Regions from separate parts of the Mus musculus genome. Here region 1 is linked to region 2. A link is a contact called in public HiCAR-type data. All regions are on one chromosome and are shown on one strand. The core of a region is the stretch at or near the end of the contact, and the rest is flanking DNA. Distances in the headings are between cores, read along the strand shown.

Evidence for each region. HiCAR-type assays count read pairs that join an accessible place to other places.
Region 1: a HiCAR-type map of astrocytes shows a contact between it and region 2, with 4 times the contacts expected there. The contact joins the enhancer-like site here to the promoter of Gabrb1 in region 2. A contact is called at or near these places in 1 of 39 promoter capture datasets (macrophages), 1 of 484 Hi-C or Micro-C datasets (forebrain), 1 of 115 datasets of contacts at active chromatin or transcription factors (astrocytes) and 1 of 9 other capture datasets (adipose tissue).

The regions. Positions count from the first base shown.
Region 1 is chr5:71,730,866-71,737,705 of GRCm38.p6, forward strand. The region is part of intron 3 of Gabrb1 (gamma-aminobutyric acid (GABA) A receptor, subunit beta 1); the gene reads left to right. Among named protein-coding and RNA genes, the nearest start is that of Gm38562, 33 kb to the left of the region's middle. Within about 2 kb of position 2,291, at least 17 of the 459 cell types and tissues checked have an H3K27ac peak or open chromatin away from gene starts, as enhancers often do. A contact at or near this core is called in astrocytes and forebrain, where this site is marked.
Region 2 is chr5:71,695,118-71,702,744 of GRCm38.p6, forward strand. It overlaps Gabrb1 (gamma-aminobutyric acid (GABA) A receptor, subunit beta 1), which reads left to right and starts at 4,815. Exons shown (of 9, transcript NM_008069.5): 1 at 4,815-4,978; 2 at 5,172-5,263; 3 at 5,688-5,755. The coding sequence starts at 4,899. Gm38562 (a long non-coding RNA gene) reads right to left here and starts at 6,591. Exons shown (of 4, transcript XR_868471.1): 1 at 6,554-6,591; 2 at 6,259-6,457; 3 at 4,075-4,168.

The DNA.
Region 1 (6,840 bases), core at 1,041-3,540, 33 kb after region 2:
CTAGCATAATCTCTGATGTTTATATATATATTTGCCAAAGGGCAACTTGTAAAATTCAGCAAGCCAGATCAGGTGGTACATTTTAGCTCATTGATTCAACTTTTTTAAAAAAGATTTTCTTTATTTTATATATGTGAGAACACTGTAGATGTCTTCAGACACACCAGATGAAGCATCAGATCTCATTACATTGTGAGCCACCATGTGGTTGCTAGGAACTGAACGTGGGAACTCTGGAAGACCAGTTGGCGCTCTTCACAGCTGAGCCACCTCTCCAGCCTTATACAACTTGTCTTAATAATGGGGGAAATACAGTATTTGACTGTTCTTCCTCAAATGCAGCAATAACACAACTCTTTTCTACAACACTCAGGAAACTTCTTTGTTAGCATTCCAAATTCTCAACATCAGGAAACTTGTGATAATAAAGAGTAATACATAGTTGAACATGGGCCTGCAACTCTGCTTTCAATTTCTGCTATACTGGAAACTTTAATGTGTTTCACTCCTTTAAATATAAATTGATGACTAAAATTTACACAACTAATATCTATGATCAGATAGGTAGAAAACATTTTCGGGGACTTACTGTATAGACCAGCCTGGAATCAAATCTCTGAGATCTGCCTGTCTCTGCTTCACAAGTGCTGGGATTAAAGGTGTGTGTCACCTCAGTTGGCTTGAGATATTATGCACACAAAATTCTGAGTTCAACTTCTTCTCAATATTTTCCATTTAAGGACAAAGCTACCGTTTGCTCCATTTTTCTAAGTCAAAACTCTGGAGCCACTTACAAATTCTTTCACATTTTGCATCCAACCATTAACAAATCTTGTTAAACACATTATTTAAATACATCCATGATTGAACCATGCTTATAATTCTCAACTCAAATCCAATTTGTATCATTTCTTTCCTTAGTGTTTGAAGTAGTCACCAGACTGGTTCTCTACATTGAATTTTGCTACCTTCAGTTCCAAAATTAGAAAGATGTTAACAAAATACCATTTGGGTGGTCTAAGTTCTTCACCCCAAACCAGGCAATTACTTCTGCTTTTTACTTAGGGTGAAATGCAAAGATTTGATAACAGCTTTCAAGACTCTAAGTGTCTCTCCATTTGCAAGCTCATCTCCTGCCTTTATTCTTGGAATCCCTCTGAAGAGCTTTGGTCAGCTACACACATGCATACTCTGAATATATCAAGTGTGTTCCCTGGTCAGATTTCCACAGGGAGATATAAGTTTTAAACGTAACCAATTTGTGTAGCCCATTTGAGATAGGAAAGTACAAAATTTAGATTAAAAAGGTTATTGTTAAGGGTAGGAAAGCAAAATGTAGCAAATTTGTGATCTAAAAGAAACTAAGAGATATTATGATACAGTATTATAAGAGAAGAGTCTGTTACTATGACCCAGCATGTTGCATAGGAACAATACACATGGATTTCTGTGCTGGGAAACCAGCTGTGGCTTAAACAAATAAGAACTGCAAATCACATAAATCTATGCCACAAATCCCAAACCAAATGATCCTCCTATTGTACTAAGTAGGTCAGTGATCACTCCAGTACAACCTGGCAGGATGGAGGGAAGGGTGAGGGAGATGTGCATAGAAATGGCAAGAGCCAGGAAGCAAGTTTGTATTGAAATGCCGAATTGCGCAAGACTTTCAACAAATAAATAAAAGGCAACAATATGAGAGAAAGTCTAGGGCCACTCCAAAGCCTCGGTGCGATTTTGATGTCTCTTTTAAGTGTAGCCTCTCTTACGTTTTTAAAAACTAATATAGACATCCTATCATCATCATTCCTTTTCTCAATTTTCCTTCATAGCATTTATCCACTTAATATTTAATTGTTTGCCTGCTTATTTGTGTACCAATACCAAAAGGGGGAATTATTTTATTTTCTGATGCATTCTTAGGCTCAAACACTTGATAGGCAGAGGGCCTTCAATAAATACATAATGAAGGAGTGGATGGGTGGATTACATCCACAAACGCTCTTCAAAACCAATAAGATTGAAGAGTTCTAAAATTCTATGAGAACAGGAAGATCTTATTATTATAAAGACGTTAGTGATTCAGTATTGGCATCTCTGAAAGCCTGCTTCCTTACAGAAGGGGTATTTAATTGGAAACTACAGAGGAAGAACTTTGGCAGACCAAGGAGAGATTTGGCTGGGTTTTAATTATGAATTTGTTAAAATTGGCTTGTACTTTGTGTAGTGGCTTGAATGCCGTTCCCATGGTTTTACCTCACCACTGGGAAAAAGCTGGTGACATTTTAAATGGCAGTAGATGTTGGAAAGACAAATGGCATACCACACATTAATGGCACCATGCTGCCTCAAACCAATAGCAACCCTACTTAATAAAAATAATGTTTCATCGCTCACATAACAAAAGTTTCTTCTCTAGAATATAAATGTGCATTGTTGATTTGGTCCAGACCTGTGATTTTTCCCCCTTTAACAGAAGTTGGAAAACTGCCTCCTCGCTGAAGCGGTGCAATTTCTCAGTTCCCCCTGGACAGCTCAGCAGCTCATCGCTCACAGTGATGGCTCCATTCACAAAATGGCATCATAAAAACATGAAGGAAGATAAAGAACCCATTGTGAAAAGAACTTCAAGACAAATAAAAACCCATTGGATCCTTCACATTCTAGTCTCAATGAACAGTGAAGGGAAATGTCTTAAAATTATCCTGCTTTAAATCCTTCCTTGACATGAGAACTCCAAATTGCTGGCTGCAATCTAAGCTTGACAGCCTTTGAATTAGCCAAGCCATGTAAATACCCTCAGCAGACTGAACAGCTGATCATTTCCTTTCATACTCGTGGAATAAAAAAATGAAGGACGAAAGGATACACACTATCCTAAATCAGTCATCCAATGGAGCCTTGATAGACAGAATACCAGAAGAAAATAGGAACAGGTATATTAAACTTATCTAAAACTGGCTTTAACAGAGCAGAACTTTAAGCTTTAGTTCTTGCACCCATGTGTTTAGTTGTGTGTCAGTGTACGGTGTTGGTTAGGTGACTGAAACATGCACTTCATCAAAATATCTTCTCCTTTGGATTAAATTCAGTAATGCATGTACTCTAAGATATATGAGGCTGACAGAGTCTAGAAGCCCCAAAGTTAGAAATGTGAACCAGTTATCAACTGGGAAGGAAGCCAAGCCTAGCTTTCTTCAAAGAGTGATGACTTCTCCAAGTGTTCTATTTTGTCACTCTGGGAACATACTCTAATCATTTCTCTAATCTTTGCCTTATTACCTCCAGTCTTCATTTTTATGGTTCTCAGAGGATCTCTGTACATGCGATTAATTTAGACCACATTGGAATGGAAATCCTGGCATGCAGTAGAAGTGTACACGCACAGGCGTTGGTTGTTTTCTGCTCCTTCTTGTGTTGATAGCACTAGTCTGTAATTGTCTTAAAACTCATTTCTGCATTGCATAATATCTACAGCATATATGTTGTCCCCTCAAGTCTCTTCACTTTATCTTCTTTTCCCTACTGTGAAGATAAATTATTTTCTAATGATTGCCTCCTTCCATACATACTATTTATTCTTGAATGCAGCCTCCAACACACAGTCTGCAATTTGTTACTAAGATGTGTATTTCTTACAAATTCTCATATTTTCCGTCACATTAGTGAGAGGGTATACTCCTCAGTAAATATTTTGCATTTTCCTCAGCTGGGTCCTCATCTCCTTCCCAGTTTTCCTTTTCTTCTTCCCTAAAGGACTACAACTCTGACATACCCATTAGAGCTGTTTCAACAGTCTATACATTTACTATGATTCTCAGATTGGAACATTCTTATATCCAACTTTTCTCATTAAATATATTTTTATTCTTACTTCATTGTGGCCTTCTACTTTCTCCATAAAAAGAAGAAACAACACCACACCACACACACACATACACACACACACACACAGAGAGAGAGAGAGAGAAAGAGAGAGAGAGAGAGAGAGAGAGAGAGAGAGAGAGAGAGAGAGAGAGAGAGGAGAGAAAACCAACTTTTCTTTTGCTATTTATTGCACTACATTTTATCTTGATTGTAATTGTTTTCTTTCTTTATTCCTTCCTTCCTTTGTTCCTTCGTTCCTTCCTTCTTCCTCCTCCTCCTCTTCCTCTCCTCCTCCTCTTCCTCTCCTCCTCCTCTTCCTCTCCTCCTCCTCCTCCTTCTCCTTCTTTCTCTCTCTGTCTGTCTGTCTGTCTGTCTCTCTCTCTCTGTCTCTCTCTCCCAATGCAACAAAAAGGTCCTCTAATGCATTGACTATACAGTTATATACAACTTCTCTGAACACATTCTCTCCTGATCTCATTCAAATTAGCTTCAATTTCCTACTGTCATGATGAAAGCAACTCATGTTAGCCAGGCAAAATTCTCCAGGTTACTATACCAAATGGCCAGTTTCCTTTCACTGATTTTCTTGTATCATCATGGAACATTGTCCTTCTTATGGCTCGGACCATCTATTTAATAATGTCATCTTCAGTAGTTTTTCTTCCCTTGTATATTTTTCCATGTCTACCAATGACTCTTTCCTATGTTCTGAGTCTGAGCACACATCTGACCCACCACTCTTTTCTGGACCATGGATTTTGTCAAAAGCTTTTAAACTGATTCTTGTACTTCTTTACTATGTCTCCATCTACACAATAGAAAAAGTAGTCCAGTTCTCTTAAGGTCCAAGTTAGCTACTATTCCTCCTTTGTTCCCAAATGTGGGTGGCTTCCATAAACTCTCAGTTTACCTTAACTCATTATTTAAAAAAAGAAAATCCAGGCACTCTTCTGATTTTATCCTTCCCCACTCTCTTAATACACATTTGTGATAGAACTAGGCTTGCCTCTTTCTTGTGTTTCTGATGTTTTGTGTATTTTACAAACATTTGTTATTAATATTCTTTGCTCAAAATGAGTTTAACAACATGTGTGAATTATTTTCTGCCTTCCTAATCTCTCTGCATTCATGTGATTTGTGACAGCCTTTCCTTAATGTCCTCTATAAAATGGTACACATCTCAGTCTCCCTTACCCCTTCACTGATGTCTTCATTATCTTATTTTTGCTTTCTGAACACAACTTGACAACCTCTGAAATATTATATAGTCTCTGTCTTATTATTTTTCTTACTCTAGGTCCTCTCATTAGAAAAACGCTGTCTTCAAATTAACTTTTTATCTCCGTCATTCTCTGGCCTATTCTGAGTGCCTAGAACGGTGCCAAACACATAGAGAATGTTTAATAGGAGCATGTAGAGTGAACTCTTTTCCATTAAAGTATTAACTCCCAAGCCAGCTAATGGAAATGTAACACTTACAACCTATTTTACAGCAAAGCATTGAAATCCTGTTCTATTTTAATTGGGTGTAAGGGCAACAGGGGTGATAAAGCTGAGGTTGGAATATTTTGAGAGCTATTATATGATTGTAAATTATCTTAAACAAGTCTATGATTTTCAGAGGAAATGAAGTCATTGTAATCTCTTAGTCATCAGTGAAAAAGGAGAAAGAAAAAAAACAGAAATGATACAATGAAAAAAGTCATCTTGACTGGATAAAAACAGCATATTTTCCTGCTTTGAAAAAAAAGCTTTCAAATTTACTTTTTAAGTCCTAGCCTCTCAAGCAAACTTTGACTCTTAGGCATACTTATCCAATCGCGAAGATTATTATTACAATGCAGTGCTTAGGAGTAGTGGCTTCCTGTGGCTTTACCATTTTAAACAACTGATGACATTTACCAAAGAGATTACATGTGGATTATGATTCTAGGATATACAGCATTGAAGGATCGAATCCTAAGAAAAAGTTAGATTTAATATTTTATAACTCACAGCAGGCTATGTATTCAAGCTAAACATGTTTTTAATGGCAACTCCTCAAGCTAATAAAGGCTGTTATCAAGAAAGGAGGGGGATGCTAGTTTGTTAGCATGACCCTCAGCAAAGCCACTTCTTCATAAGCAGAATTTCATAAGCAGAATTCACAAGCAGACTTTATTATTGTTTCTATAATATTTAGCTAGATGCCACTTATATTGTGTGTTATCATGTTTGATTATATCTCACTGAAAAGATGAGTTTGCATATAATGGCCTGATAATGATAGAATTTTAAACTTTACACATATTCTTGGTTCCTAAGAATAACATTTCTTATAACATGTGGTTATATATTACATTACATAAAATTATAGATGAACTTTAGAAATCTGATTTCTATCTTCTCTTATGATAGCTTTCCTCAACACAGTGTTATTTATGTGTCCTTACTAATTTTCATTCAGAAATTATTCAGCCAATCTGGCAACATTTTAAGTTAATATTGAAGTTTATCTGACATTGTTTATGTGATTTCTAAACACTAACCACTCATCATTACTGAGGATTTCCTAGATATTTCTTTTGCTAAGTACAATTTTAGTGGTTTTCCCTTTAATAAAGTTAATTCTTATTATATATAGATGATCATTTATCACAAACACTATTCAAACAGATGAATAGCTGATGTATTCACATAGTAAGGGTCTATTCGAAGCACTTTAAAAATCACACCAGAACAAAAAAATAAAAACACATGATCACAAAATAAGTCATTAGATATGCAATCACTGATAAGTGGATATTAGCCCAGAAACTTAGAATACCCAAGATACAGTTTGCAAAACACAGGAAAATCAAGAACAAGGAAGACCAACTTGTGGATACTTCATTCCTCCTTAGAATAGGGAACAAACTGCCCATGAAAGGAGTTACAGAGACAAAGTTTGGAGCTGAGACGAAAGGATGGACTATCCAGAGACTACCCCACCCG
Region 2 (7,627 bases), core at 3,565-6,064:
TTCTGAGTTCAAAGCCAGCCTGATATACAAAGTGAGTTCCAGGACAGCCAGGGCTATACAGAGAAACCCTATCTCAAAAAAAACCCAAACAAACAAACAAAAAACAAAAAATAAAAAGAAGAAGAAGAGGAGGAAGAAGAAGGAGGAGGAGGAGGAAGAGGAGAAGAAGAAGAGGAAGAAGAAGGAGAAGGAGAAGGAGAAGGAGAAGGAGAAGGAGAAGGAGAAGGAGAAGGAGAAGGAGAAGGAGAGGAGGAGGAGGAGGAGGAGGAGGAGGAGGAGGAGGAGGAGGAGGCGGAGGAGTTGTTGTTTGTGAGCTACCATGTCATTGCAGGGAACCAAACTCAGGTTCTCTGGAAGAGCAATCAATGAAGAGCCATCTTTCCAGCCCCTGCACACTAAACTTTATTCTATGAAACAAGATCAAAAGTAGATTCTGCTCGGCTTTTATAACGTTCTGAAGTTTTGCATTTCATCTTTTATTTTTATCTCTACCAGTCTTAAAATTTTGTACATATAACAAATTATTGTTTTATGAATAACAAATTACCTTATAGACTTTTATTGTATTTAACTTTTCCTCTGGCCTTATATGTGCTTCTACTACTATCTTTACAGAAGACCCAAGCAACAGGATATTACCATTTGTATAGGTTAAATATGTCTTGACATCCTAAAAACAGATGTTCCCAAATCTATCTATATTTCTTTCTTTCTTCCTTCCTTCCTTCCTTCCTTCCTTCCTTCCTTCCTTCCTTCCTTCCTTCCTTTCTTTCTCTCTTTCTTTCTTTCTTTCTTTCTTTTTGTTTTTGTTTTTTTTTTTTTTTGTTCCCTATTCTAAGGAGGAATGAAGTATCCACGCGTTGGTCTTCCTTCTTGATTTTCTTGTGTTTTGCAAATTGTATCTTGGGTATTCTAAGTTTTTGGGCTAATATGCACGTATCAGTGCAGGCATATCAAGTGAGTTCTTTTGTGATTGGCTTACCTCACTCAGAATGATATCCTCCACATATATCCATTTGCCTAAGAATTTCATAAATTCATTGTTTTTAATAGCTGAGTAGTACTCCATTGTGTAAATGTACCACATTTTCTGTATCCATTCCTCTGCTGAGGGGCATCTTGGTTCTTTCCAGCTTCTGGCTATTATAAATAAGCCTGCTATGAACATAGTGGAGCGTGTGTCCTGGCTTATTCTTACCTCCCACTATTGCATTTAAACTTTAGAACTAGATTCTGAATTTGTATTTAACTTCTCCTTAAGTCTAGATAAGATGTTACAATTTTCAATTCTTACATTCTCCTCTTTCTCTATTTTCTTTTTTTTATTCTTTTTTCTATTTCTTTTTTTCTTTCTTTCTTTTCCCCAGCTTTTAGGATTCATTTAGAACTTTTAAAGTTACTATAATAGAATAGCTTTTTTTTTAATTTTTCCTTGTTTTTGTCTGTCTAAAGAAATATTAAGAATATGTGTTAGAGGTGTTAGTGTTTTGTGAATATGTTTTTAATTACTTTTATTTCTACCTAGATGCTAATTTCTAAGGTTCTTCCATTTTCTTCTAAGAGTTTGGACAGAAGGAAATAGAATTGTGCTTGTCATTGGCCTTCAGGGTTTCAGAGACATATTTTTTTTAATTGGGTTGAGCTCTGAAGGGAGAAAAAGGTGTTGGGAAGAAACAAGCAACTTCACAAGACAAGGAAGTGTTGCCTTTTTCAGGCTGTGAGGGGAAAAAAAAACCTCCCCAAAGCATCTGGATCAATTATTAACTTATTTCTTTTTAGTTTTTAAGGTTTATTTATTTCGCAGTTCCAAGACAACTTACAAACTCTATATATTCAGTGCAACATATCTGTTTTTAAATTAGTAAAGTGTGAAGAGGGAAGATTAAATTTAGACTCCTAAAACATCAAGGAGAAATTCAATGTATCAAAATGCAGGTCATTAACATCTTGCATAATGATTAAAGCTAAGCTGTATATATGATTCTAACATGCCCAGTGATCAAAACAATGGGTTTTAAGATACTTATTGTTATTAAGATGCAAACTACTCAGGAAACCAGACAATTTCCAGAGTATGAAGGCCTGAGAAACTATCTTCTGAGAGACCCTCCTCATACATAGCTAAGACAAACTTGGTTGCATTTTCAGCAGTATTCCAATGATAAGTGGTGGCTATCATATGAAATGTTATAATAAACCATATTTTATACTATTGACACTAATAAAAATGAAAAAACCACTATCACATGATTTCTTAGATTGTCCTTTTGTCTAATCAGAAAGTATAATTTCAAAGCAAAACCCAGTAGGATTGATCTGGCAGAAGCATGCATAACACTAGGGTTAAAATATCCAAACTCACACCTTGACTCAATAGTGAAGTCAAGGCTCTTAAGCAGACCTTGCTAAAGTGGAGATGCTTTCTACCCACAAAGGATTTTAGGAATTTATAATCAACTAGAAAGTGCACATTCTAATGAATTGTGTACAAGTTAAATGAGCAGCCTCAGTGAGCACCCAACCAAATATCTCTTTTCTGCCTTGTGTGTGTTTATACCCTCCACAGGTGAGAAAAGAAACTGAACACTATTTTGTTTACTGCTACACCATCAGCATGAAGGCTGGCACCTCCTAAATGTTCAGTAAACATCTAAAAAAAATAAATGCACAGCTACGGATGTGGTAATCCTGTAAGTGGCTTGTGTGTGGCCGTGTGGCTTTTGCAGAGTTGTACAGAGCAGATTCCATGTTTCAGCAGGACCTTGAGATGTAAATGAATCTTTTCTTATACCCTCTAAAAGAAGATTCATATGTGTTTTAAGAACAAGTCGACATCGTCTCAAGCAAACTTAAGGAATCTGAGACTTAGCATTGAGGGTTAAGGGTTTTATGGTGCTCAAATATAATATAAAATTAATGTTACTATCTTTTTGAGAATGTTAAGTTCAGTACATGTTGAAATGACTGTACTTTTTTTAAGGAGGATTCATTCATATGTGCCTAGTTCGTGACTCCTGTAACCTCTGGTTGTCTCTGTTATACTTTAGGAAGGCTGTACCTGTTACTTCTCTCCAAACTAAACAGTATCTTCTTTTCTTTCCTTCTGCAATAACCTCCTTGTCTTCTTGTTTCTCCTATCTAATTCTTGCCTTTATGGTCTGTGCTATATAATGCAGAGAATAGCAGTATCCAAGGATTCTAGGTTGAAATGTACATGTCACTACTTATTAGCAGTGTGACATTAACTACTGAATTCAGTAGTCTAAAGCCCTCTCTTCATTATCTCTATTGTTGTGTTGTTGCAAGGTTTGAATGAGATGACCCGTGTTGTATGCACAAGAACAATGACATAGCAAGTGGGAAATGTCAATGATCCTTATAACTGTTCTACCAGATTTTTTTTCTCTAAAATTAACTCTTACTTAAATGTTCAGTGTCTCCTGAATCTAAATGATCTCCTCGACTTTCCTCCACATCCCATCATCCACCATCACTTTCTCCGCCCCCCCCCACAATGGATCTCTTTTGCATACAGTTATAGAAGTACTTTTTCCAGTCTGTAAGATTTAGTACATACTGTTCTCCCTCAAGAAGAATTCCCCTTCCTTGCCAGACAAAAGCTTTGTCTTCTGTTCTTTGTTTGCTTGTTTGTTTGTTTTTTCTTCTCCTCTAAGGTAATTTTTAGTGCTTCTTGGTTTGGTAATAATTCTTCAGTTTACACAGACAATATCAGGAAGAAGTGATTTCTTTTTGCTTATCTTTGTAAGGGGTTTGTGAAAAGTTTACTCTAAGTTTCAGAATACCTAGTATCAAATGAAGACTTGATATATGCTATTTAACAAAGGGCATGAATCCATCCCAGAATCTCCAACCACCTAACATGTTTTTTAGTGATATGTACTGAATTGCATTTCCTAACTTCCCTTTATTTGAAAGAAGATTGGCTTTTCCCGGGCTGCATAAGGCATATTAGACTGAGGATGTTCAGTGTTCAATTTAGGGATTAAGAACAGGAGCTAGCACACTGACAGTTATAAGCAAAAAGCTTGGGCGACTAAAACCTACAAGATTTACCAGCAAAGGTCCTGGAAAAAAAGATTGATTGCCAGGGTTGCTTCATTCTTCTTCTCTTCACTTCCCATTCCAAGTGGACTGATGGAGATGGGAGCTAAAGGAAAAGCATACATTTAAAAGTTAGTCAGTTCTCTCCTCCCCCCCCCCCCCCTCCAATTCCACAAGCAAGCAGCTGTCTTCATAACCTCCGAAGAGAGGACAAGACTCCCAAACCCTCCCTGTGTTTCCTCCTCCCCACCCCCAAACTCCTTTTCCGGGCCGGCCGGCCGGGCAGTCTCTGCCCACTCCCCTCCCCAGCACCCTCCCCATCTTTTCTACAGACAACCAGAGAACCATCTCCAGACTTCTTGTTCTAGGACCTCTATAACTGTCAACAAAAGATGCCAGACAGCCTTAGCCAGATCATTGAAAGCCCTGTTTTAAAAAAGAAAAAAAAAAGAAGGAAAAGAAAAGAAAGAAGGAAAAGAAAAGGAAAAAGAAAAAAATTCAAGCTTAGGACAGGAGGGAAAGGAACACAGCAAACCACAGCTCAGGAAAACTGGGCACACACACACACACACAGGCACGTTGGCTCCTTTGCATAGAGACAGCAGGTTGTATTCGACTACCCAGAGAACGCGGAGCACCTCAGACAGGAACTTTAAAGGGATTGAAATCTGTTGCCTGTTCCACTAGGAATATTGTTTGCAAGGCACAAGGTGTCTTTTGGTAGTGAGTACCCTCTGCGCATGCGCAGGTCCATTCGGGAATTACTGCCCAGCCGCCGACTAAGTTGCATTCCTTGAATCTTCGCAGAAAAGACAATTCTTTCATCAGAGTTAGGAATGTGGACAGTACAAAATCGAGAGAGTTTGGGGCTTCTCTCTTTTCCCGTGATGGTTGCTATGGTTTGTTGTGCACACAGGTGAGCTGCCTGCTTCAATCTCTCTCTCTTTTTTTTTCCTTGGTGATTTTCTTCTTCTTCTTTTATTTTTTATTTTCCCGTGCCTGCTGGATCATGTATCTTGTTATTTGGGGGTAGGTGTGCCTGGATCTTTTTTTATGTCTGTTTTCAGTTTGTGATCTTTCTGAATACGGTCCCTACTTCTTCCCTTCAGCTCCAATGAACCCAGCAACATGTCATACGTGAAAGAGACAGTGGACCGACTGCTCAAAGGATATGACATTCGCTTGCGGCCGGACTTTGGAGGTAATGCTTCTTCATTTTTTTTTTCAACCTGTTACCCATCCCTAGTTCACCTTTTCTGTCAGATATAATGCCTCCTTCCCCATTTTACCGTTCCTGTAAACGTGCAATACTACGCCCTGCGCGCACACACACACACACACACACACACACACACACACACACACACACACACCACGCACTATCCCCAATCTCAGGTGGACGTATCCTCAGGCTGAGCTGTCCCTCTCTTCAAGCCGACACACCCTCTGCACTGTCACTGCATCACGCGTGTGCCCACACCTGTTTTCTCCCGCTGTCCCCTACAACAGGAAAGGGGTAGGGAGGGAGCCTGCTTAGTCTGTAATAAGATCTGGGAAGCCCCCAATGTCCCCTCAGCTCCCTGCCACTCAAAGACTGTCTTTGCTGTGGTCCACCTCCCTGGCAGGGCCCCCGGTGGACGTCGGGATGCGGATCGATGTCGCCAGCATAGACATGGTCTCGGAAGTGAATATGGTGAGTGGCCTCCCCAAGGGCTCGGCGGCCGGCCGAGCTTACGCAGATGAGAAATGAACCAGTTCCCCGTCCTCTGCTTTTCATTGGTGGTCACCTCGGCCCTGGTCCCCAGGGTCCCCACTCCGCGCGTACGCCCCACTCCAGTACACACACTGTCGGTCGCCCCACAGTTTGTATTTTCGACACACACACAGGCTACCGCAGTGCTCCGAAGGAGACGTACTCCGCACTATTTTGGGAAGGAAGGGGGACTGTTGCGCCGGTGGATTGGCTGGGGCGGAGTCTGAGCCTTACTTTAGCCGGGTCTCCCCGACTGTCGGGCTGTGCAGGGCACCATCTGCCGGCGGCCAAGTGGTGTACAGTGGGTTCCCCCGGACCAGGGGTTCGCAGCCAGCTGTGGCCAGACAAGAGCCCCAAAATCTCCACAGCTGAGCAGCCTGAAAGCCCCAACCCACCCATCTCAGCCACCAGGCTGGCTGGGCTCGCGAGTGTCCCCTCCCTACCACAGAATCCAGCGCAGTGTGTGGCAAGAGCAACAGGCTGAGATGAACAGTTCAGGATTGCTAACAGCAGAAGTGCCCAAGCTTGCTTCTAGGCATTCTGGACCCATGCAAGGGTTCATGTGTTTGTCTTCCTGCAGCTTGAAAGTTTTAAGTTGGAGGAGAATCGGCGAGTCATATGACTTGGCTTTCGTCTAGAAATCTGGGCAGAAAAAATAGAGATCTGATGATTAATAGGACTGAGGTGGGGGAGGGCTGGTTTATTTTAGTCATTAATTTTAAGGGATCTACACTTTACCATCCTTCTCTCCCTTCTTCCCTTCCTCCTTCCCTCCCTTCCTCCCTCCCTCCCTCTTTTCCTCCCCCCCCCCCCCCCCCCCCCGTCTTCATAGCACTTCTTTTCTCTGGGGCTGTGGTAAAAGGGATTCAAGTCAGAGCAGCCTCTTGTGTTGTTGGTTGTTTCCATTCACCCTGAGAAGCCCTTTTCTAATTGTGAGAGTTCCCAGGGAAGGAATTGCCTGTTGCTTTTCTAGAACCCACCACCCAGGGAACAGCAAGATCAACAGGAACAAAAGGTCATTTTTATCCACTCCCAAAAGGGAACTAATTCCAGCACCAGAGATTTAGATACGCTGAGTAACTTAGACTGGGATCCTTTCGGATATTCTCTCTGTAACACTTATTGTTCTTCCTCCCATTCCTAGTGGGGCATTTTTATTGTAATATGCTAAGGTTTAAGAATTTTCCTTTTTCATCTTTTAGATTAGGCCAGGAAGCAATACATACATTTATAGATCATTCAACGGGTGGTATATGGATAAAATGTGTGGTTGGGGTTGGCAGAGTTGAAACTCGCTGTCTTAAATGGTTTGGCTAAAATGCTATTTTATAATGTCTTGGATTGTTTCAGATAATATTTTCAAGTGTTTTTCTACTACTACACTGAAAAAGAAATCCATTTTTAAAATTTGATTTAGAAAGTAGATTTTTTTTTTAATAAACAAAGACGTTTAAGAGACTGATACTGTTTACATGCATGCTATTACCACAAAGCAACTATTCACAAACATTCAGAAGAGCACGGTTAGATCCACATACAGAACAACTGTGGCCCATGACTGCAAATGCAACCAGATACATTGCACAATGTACTCGCTTAACAATCAGTGCCAGTGCAGATACATAATGATAACATTTCCCTGTTCAGTCATTTATAGGGCATTGTGTAAATATCTCCATAGATCATTTATAATATAGAAGATTCAGAGATCCCAGAAGGTAAATTGTGCCTCTGTACATGGTCTATGTCACTGTGTTAGGGTAAATTAGATTTCCAGAACTGAAAGGCCCTGAGGTAGACTCCCAACTCCAA